3 separate regions of the Mus musculus genome follow, and regions 1 and 2 are each linked to region 3. Evidence: chromatin contacts called from public HiChIP or PLAC-seq data. All regions are on one chromosome and are shown on one strand. Each heading gives the region's core, a stretch centred on a gene start, on an enhancer-like site or on the middle of the called end of the contact. The rest is flanking DNA. Distances are from core to core; before and after follow the strand shown.

Region 1 (2,700 bases), core at 39-2,538, 200 kb after region 3:
ACTGTCAAGGTGTTAAGCTTCTGTTGTACAAATTCTGAAGCAGATGCTGTGAGGGCCTGGCAGTGTGTAAGAGCCAATACTGAGTCCCACCATGCTAAGTGGCTAAGCTCCCTGCATCAAGACAAAAGTTGGAAAGCTGGAGGGTACTCTGAGTAGAACCCATGGAAATTACATTGGACAGCACTAACTGTGAGGAGCATCTGGAATGACAGGCAGAGCCTCACCAAACCCATGGCTATCTACTTGCCCTTGGTGTTTTTATGAAGGAAGAATGACCGAGGCAGGGGTCGCTTGGGAAAGTACTATATGAATGAGAGGAGCTATTTTATTGTCTTATTTATTGGTTAAAGTTGTAAGAGTGGGCAAGTTAGGGTCTAGACCTCCAAGAACGTCTGTCATTGATTAAAGACAGGTAAGTGGGGCCAGAGAGATGGCTCAGGGTTAAGGGTACTCACTGATCTCATAGGCTCAGTTCTCAGCACTCACGTGGTGACTCACAGTCATCCATAGGTCCAGTTCCCGGGCATCAACTGCTTTCTTGTGACCTCCTTGGGCACTAAGTATGCATGGTGCACATACATACGAGCAGGCAGAGTACCTATCCACATAAAATAAATCTAAAATGAAAATTTAAAAAAAAGTAATTCCAAATTTTAATTTTGCCAGTAAAATTTTTTAATTTAAATTAGTCTTTGAATTTTCTCTTATTTCTGAGATCATTCCAGTCTCATTTAAAAATATGCTTTGAACATAAGCTCCTGCTTGAACATAAGGGTTAGCTGCCATTTGGATCCATTTAAAGTGTCACTCTGTGTAAAGGGGGTTCTTGAAATATCATAACAGAATCTAATATTTGCCAAGAGTTGTCTCCTTCTGTTTCCCCTGTGATTCTTCAGCAAGAGCTCTGTGTGCGAAGTTACAGAATTGAAATTGCCAAAGTGTAGCCCTGATACCATAGACACAGAAATTCTTGAGACCTGCAGTATGATTGTAATTAGGAAAGTAAATTTCACTTTAAACACCATCCGGAGGCACAACTGGGAAGAAATAATGTAGTGTGTTTTCAGTAACAAAGAATAGATCAATATTTTAAAATGTGATAAATTATAGAGCCCTTCCCTGTGTCTCATAAATATTCCAACAAGCACATTGTTAAAGACAGATGCTGCCCTGACTCGCAGGGTAGTGTGTTTAAATATAGTTATTCTGCAGTGTCAGCACGTTGCTGTCTAATGTCAGGAGAAGCTTGTTATTAAACTCTAGAATTCAATGTGTTATGCTAATGTGCTGCTGAGTCCATTTACATTTTATGGAACAATTTTATTTGTTCTGCACTTGCTGGCTGCCAGAGAAAGTGAGCTCTAGTTGGTGATATTTTGAAGCTGTAACATCAGCATCCAATTTCAGGAATTCAACTTGTAAATCTGGAAGTTGGTGTTAGATGCTATCGTTAGCCACTCTGTGGGCCCAAATCATAGCTTGCACGCCATTCCCCAGTGTACCTTCTGGAAAGCCAGTTGTCCTCATCCAAGGTTAAGTTGTGACATTTAAGTTAAGACATTTGAGAAGGAAGCTATGAAGGCTACAAGGAAGTGCATTTTAAATGACAATAGTGATGAAAATGCAAACCCTCCTGAATGCAGACAGCAAGAAGCATCTTTTATAGTTGGGATGTATCCTTTCTGTGTCCTCATCCTCAGTATGTGTGTGCACGTGTGTGTGCTTTACATGGGTGGGATGGGCTGTGTCTGGTAGTTCACAGCTTTGCTTGTAACTTCAGCACTCTGTGATTTCTTCCTTGCCCATATAGCACCTGCTATTCTCTTATTCTGTGAAGAAACACCCTGGCCTTCTTCTGATTCACAGCATACACACACACACACATACACACACACCATACACACACACACACCACACAGGCGCACGTGCACACGCACGCGCACACACACACATGTGCCGTCTTATTTTAAAGTACACATATTTTGTTTCTGTTTTCAGTTAACAGGAAGTATATGCACTATGGGATGGTTAAATTTAACTAAATGAAGCTGCATCAGCCACTGCGTATGGTGGCACACACCTTTGATCCCAGAGCTTACAAGGCAGAGATCTCGTGAATTTAAGGATAGCCTTGTCTACACAGCAAGTAATGTCCAGGCCAGCCAGTAATGCCTGGGACGACCCTGTCTCAAAAGAAATGAACCAAGATCACCTCCCATGGTTATCCTTTTAGTGATGACATCATCACACACGGCATCCGTGCTCTGCAGTTTTCAGAATACAGTGCACCATTATTACTGTGGTCACCATTCTTGATTAGATCTATTGATATGCATCCTTCCAAACTAGTAGGAAAATAATCTTTAAAAACAGCCGCACCCTGACTACCCAGCCTCTGGTAAGTGTATGCTCTGGTTCTAGGAAATCTACTTCTTCTTCTTTTTTTTTTAAGGTTTATTTATTTATTTTCTGTACATGAGTGAGCTGAAAATCTACTTCTTAATGTTATATATTTGATATTGTGTTTCATATGAATTTTAGGATCTTTTTCTATTGCGGTGAAAAATGTCTTTGGTACTTTGGGTAGGGCTTGCATTGAACCTATGGATCACTGATGGTAGAGATTGTATTGAATCTATAGATCACTGTGGGTAGGGCTTGCATTGAATCTATGGATCATGTCGGGTTGGGGTTGTATTG
Region 2 (2,700 bases), core at 3-2,502, 180 kb after region 3:
ACATGTCCTGTATCAAGGACCTCTGAGGCAAGGCCTTGACTGAGAGTCTCGTCCACTGTCATATCTGGTCCTATTCTCTCATGCATCCTTGTTTCTTTTCTCTGCAGATGCATAACTCACACAGACACCCCCCCCCCCCATTGCTAGGGGTGTGAGAGGTAGGTCCAGTCAAGGAACTGCCACCAGATGTCATTCTGACCTTAAATGGGGTCATCATGATAGCAGTCTCTTGAGCCCCCCCCCCCCCCAACTTGCACAGCTTATTACAGATGTAGGGCCTGGGTTGGTGGAGGGAGTTCCTTAAGGCGGCAAAGCACTTATGCTTGTTTTCATTTCAGATATAATCCAAGGAGCTTGGTATAGCCCTATAAATAATCATAGATGCTCCCAGGATGCCTCATAGCACATAGTATGTCTGCAAATGAACCAAGAAATCAAGAACCATTAGGTATTCTACCTAAGGTCAGCGGTGTGCAAATAGACACTCTGACGGCTGACAAGGGGACCAGGGACTTTTTGCTGTATCTCTGCTTTGCCTGAAGCTCTGTGTACAAGGAACACCCCATGACTGAAAGCAAAGATAAGAGCCCCTAGCCTGTGCTACTTTAATACAGCAAGTTGGCAGAGACCCCTAATCAAAGCTGGGCTGTGTTATCTCTTCTATCCAGAAGCGCTCTCAAGGAAGTAATGTTGGGGAAGCAAAGGAATTTCTACTTGTGCCTTTGAAGTTGTATGGTCTGCTGTGGCTGGTGTTAAGTCGTGCTTTGAGGGGTTTAAAAGCAGGGAGCAGCCATAGAGTGAGAATATAAGGCAACTGTTTGTGTAGCTGTGTTCAAGGCCTAAATTTAGCTTCTGTAAGATATTTGTTAACCTCCTTTCTGTAAGGTACCCTCCATCTGCTGCCTGCTCCCTCCCCCCCCCCCCCCCCCCGCTTGCCACCAGCCTCCCTTCGTGGCTGTCTGACGTCCTTCTTTACATTGTAACTGTGGCTATGGTCCAATGCCAATGACTCTGCATGGCAAATTAGAGACAAACCTTTTGGCAGTGAAACCCTTACAAGCTATATGGTTTGTTTTTTATGCCAAAAAATATTTTGGGGTTTGTGGCATCTGTTATTTCTATCATGTATATGTTAGTGATTAGCATGTCTGTAAGAAAAGCTATTTGCCTGTCTCCCCCTATAGCCAGTCAAACGAAACCAGTCACTGATGGTCAGTTTTAATTGGGGATTATGTGAATTTATTATGCTAATTTCCTTTTTTGTAGGTTACCATGGGGATCAGGGGGTTTGTTCGGTTTAGGGCTCACAGACAAGGAGCAGTAGTGTAAGCGGAATGAGTGTCAGGCACGTACTAGATAGTAGTACCCAGTGAGGGCATATGGAACGGATTAAACAGGAGGATGGAGTGGCTCTTGTGAGGATCCAGCTCATGACCTGCTGTGCAGTCATCTAATCCATGTCCTCTCTGAGGACAGCAAATGAATTACATCCCTGACCCAGACAATCCTTTAAAAGAGAGATTCAGGGCCAAGGAGATGGTTGACCTGGTAAAGGTGCTGTCTGCCTAACCTCACAACCCGAGGCCCGACCCTGGAGCCCACATGGAGGAAGGGCTCCACAGCGTGTCCTCACCTCCATATGCATGCGCGCATACACTATGTAAATAGTATAAACTAGCAATTTAGAGCATTAGAAGTGGCACAGATTGCAGTTAGATAGATGATCAGGGCTCCAGGGCCAGAGACGCACTTCCAGTTTGTATGACTTTGGTTGTGTTACTTGCTTTTTATCCTCTGTGGTAGGACCATGGGTGTAGCCAGGCTCACTACTATTCTGCCCGACACCCTTCTTCACGTCAGACAACAGATCACTTACTCTCCTGAACGAAGGACTGGTGCACTGGCATCTCACCCCGTTGGGTAGAGCTTGGTTCAGGAGATATGACTAGATGAAGCAGGGCCAACTAGAGACTCTCTGTGGTGTTCCTTCAGACCAAACCTGACTGGTGTTGAGGACCTGAATCTGACTCTGAGAGGCTGGTCCTCATCGTCTTCTCCCGTTGTTGAAAAGGAAAGACATATAAAGGACAGTGACACTGTGTTTTGATGATTGTGACCTTTCCAAGATGGGAACTTAATCCCCAACATAGCAGTCCTAGGGACTTTAGGGGGTGATGTAGTCTTGAGGGCAGAGCCCTCACAAATGGGTTTAGTGAACTTCGAAGAGCTGAAGGCAAATAGCTAGGCCTCTTTTGTCCCTCTGTCATGGTTGCCTTGTGTGGATACCTACATAGCACCATAAGAGACAAGGCTTGATCTTGGAGCTTTCTTCTTCTGGAACTATAGGAAAGTGAATTTCTCTTTATATGTTACTTTGTCCTGACTAATTTTATGCCAACTGGTCCCATGCTAGAGTCATATGAAAGGAGGGAGCCTCTCTTGAGAAAAATGCCTCCATAAGCTCCACCAAAAGGGCATTTTCTTAACTAGTGATCATGTGGAGGGTCCAGCCCACTGTGGGTGGTGCCATCCCTGGAATAGTGGTTCAGGGTTCTATAAGAAAGCAGATTGAGCAAGCTGTGGGGAGCTAGTCAGTAAGCGGCACCCCTCCATGGGCTCTGCATCAGCTCCTACCTCTGGGTTCCTGTCCTGGCTTCCTTTGATAATTAACCGTGATGTAGAAGTGTGAGCTTTCCTTCC
Region 3 (2,700 bases), core at 135-2,634:
CAGGAAAATGGGTGGAACTAGAAAATATCATACTGAGTAACTCAGACCCAAAAGCACGTGCATAGTACGTACTCACTAATAAGGGAATATTAGCCAAAAAAAATGTACAGAATACCCAAGATACAGTCCACAGAACTCAAAAAGGTCAACAAGCTGAAGTGCCCAAGTAAGGATACCTCAGTCCCACTTGGGAGAGAATATAAAGCAATCACAGTGGGAAGGGAGGGAGGGACATGGGAGGGAAAGCAGATGGGAGGGGAGTAGGGGGTAGAAAAGAACCTGATCTGGTATTGGGAAAGAACTGAAGCCCTGAGGGCCAGCAGAAAGGATGGAAACAGGAAACCTCCAGAAATAGGTTGGGGGAACCCTCCAGAATGCACCAGAGACCTGGGAGGTGAGAGACTCTCAGGACTCAAAGGAAGGGACCTTAGAGGAAATGCCAGACAGTAGGGAGAGGGAAATTACAGAGCCCACCTCCAGCAGGAAGGCAGGGCATCAAGTGAGAGATGGGGTTGCCATCCTACGGTCACATCTCTGACCCATAATTGTTCCTGTCTGAAAGAATTACAGGGATGGAAATAGAGAGGAGCCTGAGGAAAAGAAGGTCCAGGGACAGACCCAAAGTGGGATCCAGCTCAAGGGGAGGTCCCAAGGCCTGACACTATTACTGAGGCTATGGAGCACTCACAAAAAGGGATCTATCATGACTGTCCTCCAAAAGACCCAACAAGCAGCTGAAAGAGTCAGATGCAGATATTTGCATCCAACCAATGGACAGAAGCAACTGACCCCTATTGTTGAATTAGGGAAGGCTGAAAGAAGCTGAGGAGGGCGGCGATCCTGTAGGAGGACCAGCAGTCTCTATTAACCTGGACCCCCAGAGATCTCTCAGATACTAGAACACGAACCAGGCAGCATACACCAGCTGATATGAGGCCCCCAACACACATACAGTAGAGTACTTCCTAGTCTGTGTTCATTCAGAGATGATGTACCTAACCCACAAGAGACTGGAGGCACCAGGGAGTTTAGAGGTCAGGTGGGATGGGGTTGGGGACATCATCATGGAGACAGGGGGTGGGGAGGAGGTATGGGATATGGAACAGTTAGAGGGTGGATCAGGAGCAGGGGAGGGGAATAAAATATGGAGTGTAAAAAATAAATTAAAAAAAATTACACTGGAAAAAATAAAAATAAGCAAATCCTTCAATTAAGTAAAAATGCAACAGAAAAACAAGTCTCTTCCAGTCCTCACTGGAAAGGGTGGAAGTAAAGAAGAAACCAATTGCTCTATTTAGAAAAGACGTTGTGTGCATGCTGCAGAGAGCAATTACTGGTTAGCTGCATCACGGCTGAGAGGCTAATGTGGCGGAGCTTATTTGAGGCTGGTTGTAAAGAGTCGCTGGCACGTCATCGCTGGCACATCGTCATCGAAAAGCAGCCGCCTGGCTGGGGACTTTTCCGAAGATCACACACAACGGTTTCAGACTTTCTATTTCTGGGGCAGTGCCAAGCAATCGGCGAATCAGTGGTTTTTAACTTGGTGTCTTATTCTGGGTCTCATAACGTCAGCTGCTCAATGTGGAGGATTTTTATTAAGAGGAAACACCTGCATGAGAGAAACCTGGAAGGCAGACAGACAGACAGACTGGCAGAACTGTCAAACTGCCACCCAGCCTAACTCAGAATGGGGAAGGTGGGAAGGAAGAAGAGTCACAACCCCCCTCCACCCCGATCACCCAGCATCTAAGGACCCCTGTCAGAAAGTCCCCCAGCCAGAGTCATGTGCTGGCAGCCTATGTCTCTGGGACTGGGCCTGTCTTGGTACTTAGTATCCCCGAAGAACTTGGCTAATGGCCGTGAGTAGCTGGCCTGACCTCAGCGCAAACTTGGAGATGGATTGCAGTGTGGGCCCTCTGCCAACTGTGCCATTGAACAGTGTCAGAGTCACTGAAGGAGCCGTCTCTCTGCATCTGCCGGGGCCAGCTCCTCCTCCCCAGCACGGATGCCATCAGATGTCTTCAATGCCTGCTGCTTAGAGAAGCTTGCTCAGGCAGCCAGAGTCTGGGGGATGTGTCATGCCTCTCATGTGTGCTGACCACAGCAAAGGGGCTTCAGGCCAGAGAAGGCAGAAACATATCTTCCGCTTTAATGTTTATCAATGAGTTCCACAAGTGGCTTACTGATGTACTAGGCAGCCGTGTCTGTTATTTTGATTTCTTCTAAAAATGAAAGGGGGATAAATTGCTCAGTAAAGAGCTCCCTGGTTCTCCATGGACACAGCTCAGTCAGAAAGAAAGACAGGTCTAAAGGCCTGCTGGTGAGGGATAGCTCAGCAAAGGTCTCATGGGCTACCATCCAAAGTCCCCCCCCCCCCACACACACTTTTGACCCCTCGGTACTCATTATGTCTGTTTTCCTGCTGGGTACCTGACCTTACAACAGCATATGAGCACATGGTGTCCATCTGAACATGAGTGGTCTGGTACTGAAAGTGATATTACAAACGCCACTGGCTGGCTCCCATGTGCCATCATTTTAAGTAGAAGATAAATCTGTGATGGCTATTGGCAAATGCCTAAACATTCTCTAAATCTGTTGTTGAAGAGTGAAGTTTAAATACCGGAAACAATAGGTACCTGTCAGAATGTAAGTTGCTTAAACCACCATTTTCTGATCATCAGAACAGTCAATGTGATT

What was found. HiChIP or PLAC-seq counts read pairs in DNA pulled down with a chosen protein or histone mark.
Region 1: a contact with region 3 is called in an H3K4me3 HiChIP or PLAC-seq map of embryonic basal ganglia, with 3 times the contacts expected there. The contact joins two enhancer-like sites. A contact is called at or near these places in 1 of 484 Hi-C or Micro-C datasets (cortical neurons), 7 of 115 datasets of contacts at active chromatin or transcription factors (bone marrow-derived macrophages, double positive thymocytes, embryonic basal ganglia and 4 more) and 3 of 9 other capture datasets (adipose tissue, liver and pancreatic islet).
Region 2: a contact with region 3 is called in an H3K4me3 HiChIP or PLAC-seq map of embryonic basal ganglia, with 2.8 times the contacts expected there. The contact joins two enhancer-like sites. A contact is called at or near these places in 1 of 484 Hi-C or Micro-C datasets (bone marrow-derived macrophages) and 3 of 115 datasets of contacts at active chromatin or transcription factors (embryonic basal ganglia, embryonic forebrain and forebrain).

The regions. Positions count from the first base shown.
Region 1 is chr3:69,493,608-69,496,307 of GRCm38.p6, forward strand. The region is part of intron 1 of Ppm1l (protein phosphatase 1 (formerly 2C)-like); the gene reads left to right. Among named protein-coding and RNA genes, the nearest start is that of Gm52607, 33 kb to the left of the region's middle. Within about 2 kb of position 1,289, at least 8 of the 459 cell types and tissues checked have an H3K27ac peak or open chromatin away from gene starts, as enhancers often do. A contact at or near this core is called in embryonic basal ganglia, where this site is marked.
Region 2 is chr3:69,468,984-69,471,683 of GRCm38.p6, forward strand. All of the region lies in intron 1 of Ppm1l (protein phosphatase 1 (formerly 2C)-like), which reads left to right. Among named protein-coding and RNA genes, the nearest start is that of Gm52607, 8.2 kb to the left of the region's middle. Within about 2 kb of position 1,253, at least 37 of the 459 cell types and tissues checked have an H3K27ac peak or open chromatin away from gene starts, as enhancers often do. A contact at or near this core is called in embryonic basal ganglia, where this site is marked.
Region 3 is chr3:69,288,602-69,291,301 of GRCm38.p6, forward strand. No RefSeq gene overlaps it. Among named protein-coding and RNA genes, the nearest start is that of Ppm1l, 27 kb to the right of the region's middle. Within about 2 kb of position 1,385, at least 109 of the 459 cell types and tissues checked have an H3K27ac peak or open chromatin away from gene starts, as enhancers often do. A contact at or near this core is called in embryonic basal ganglia, where this site is marked.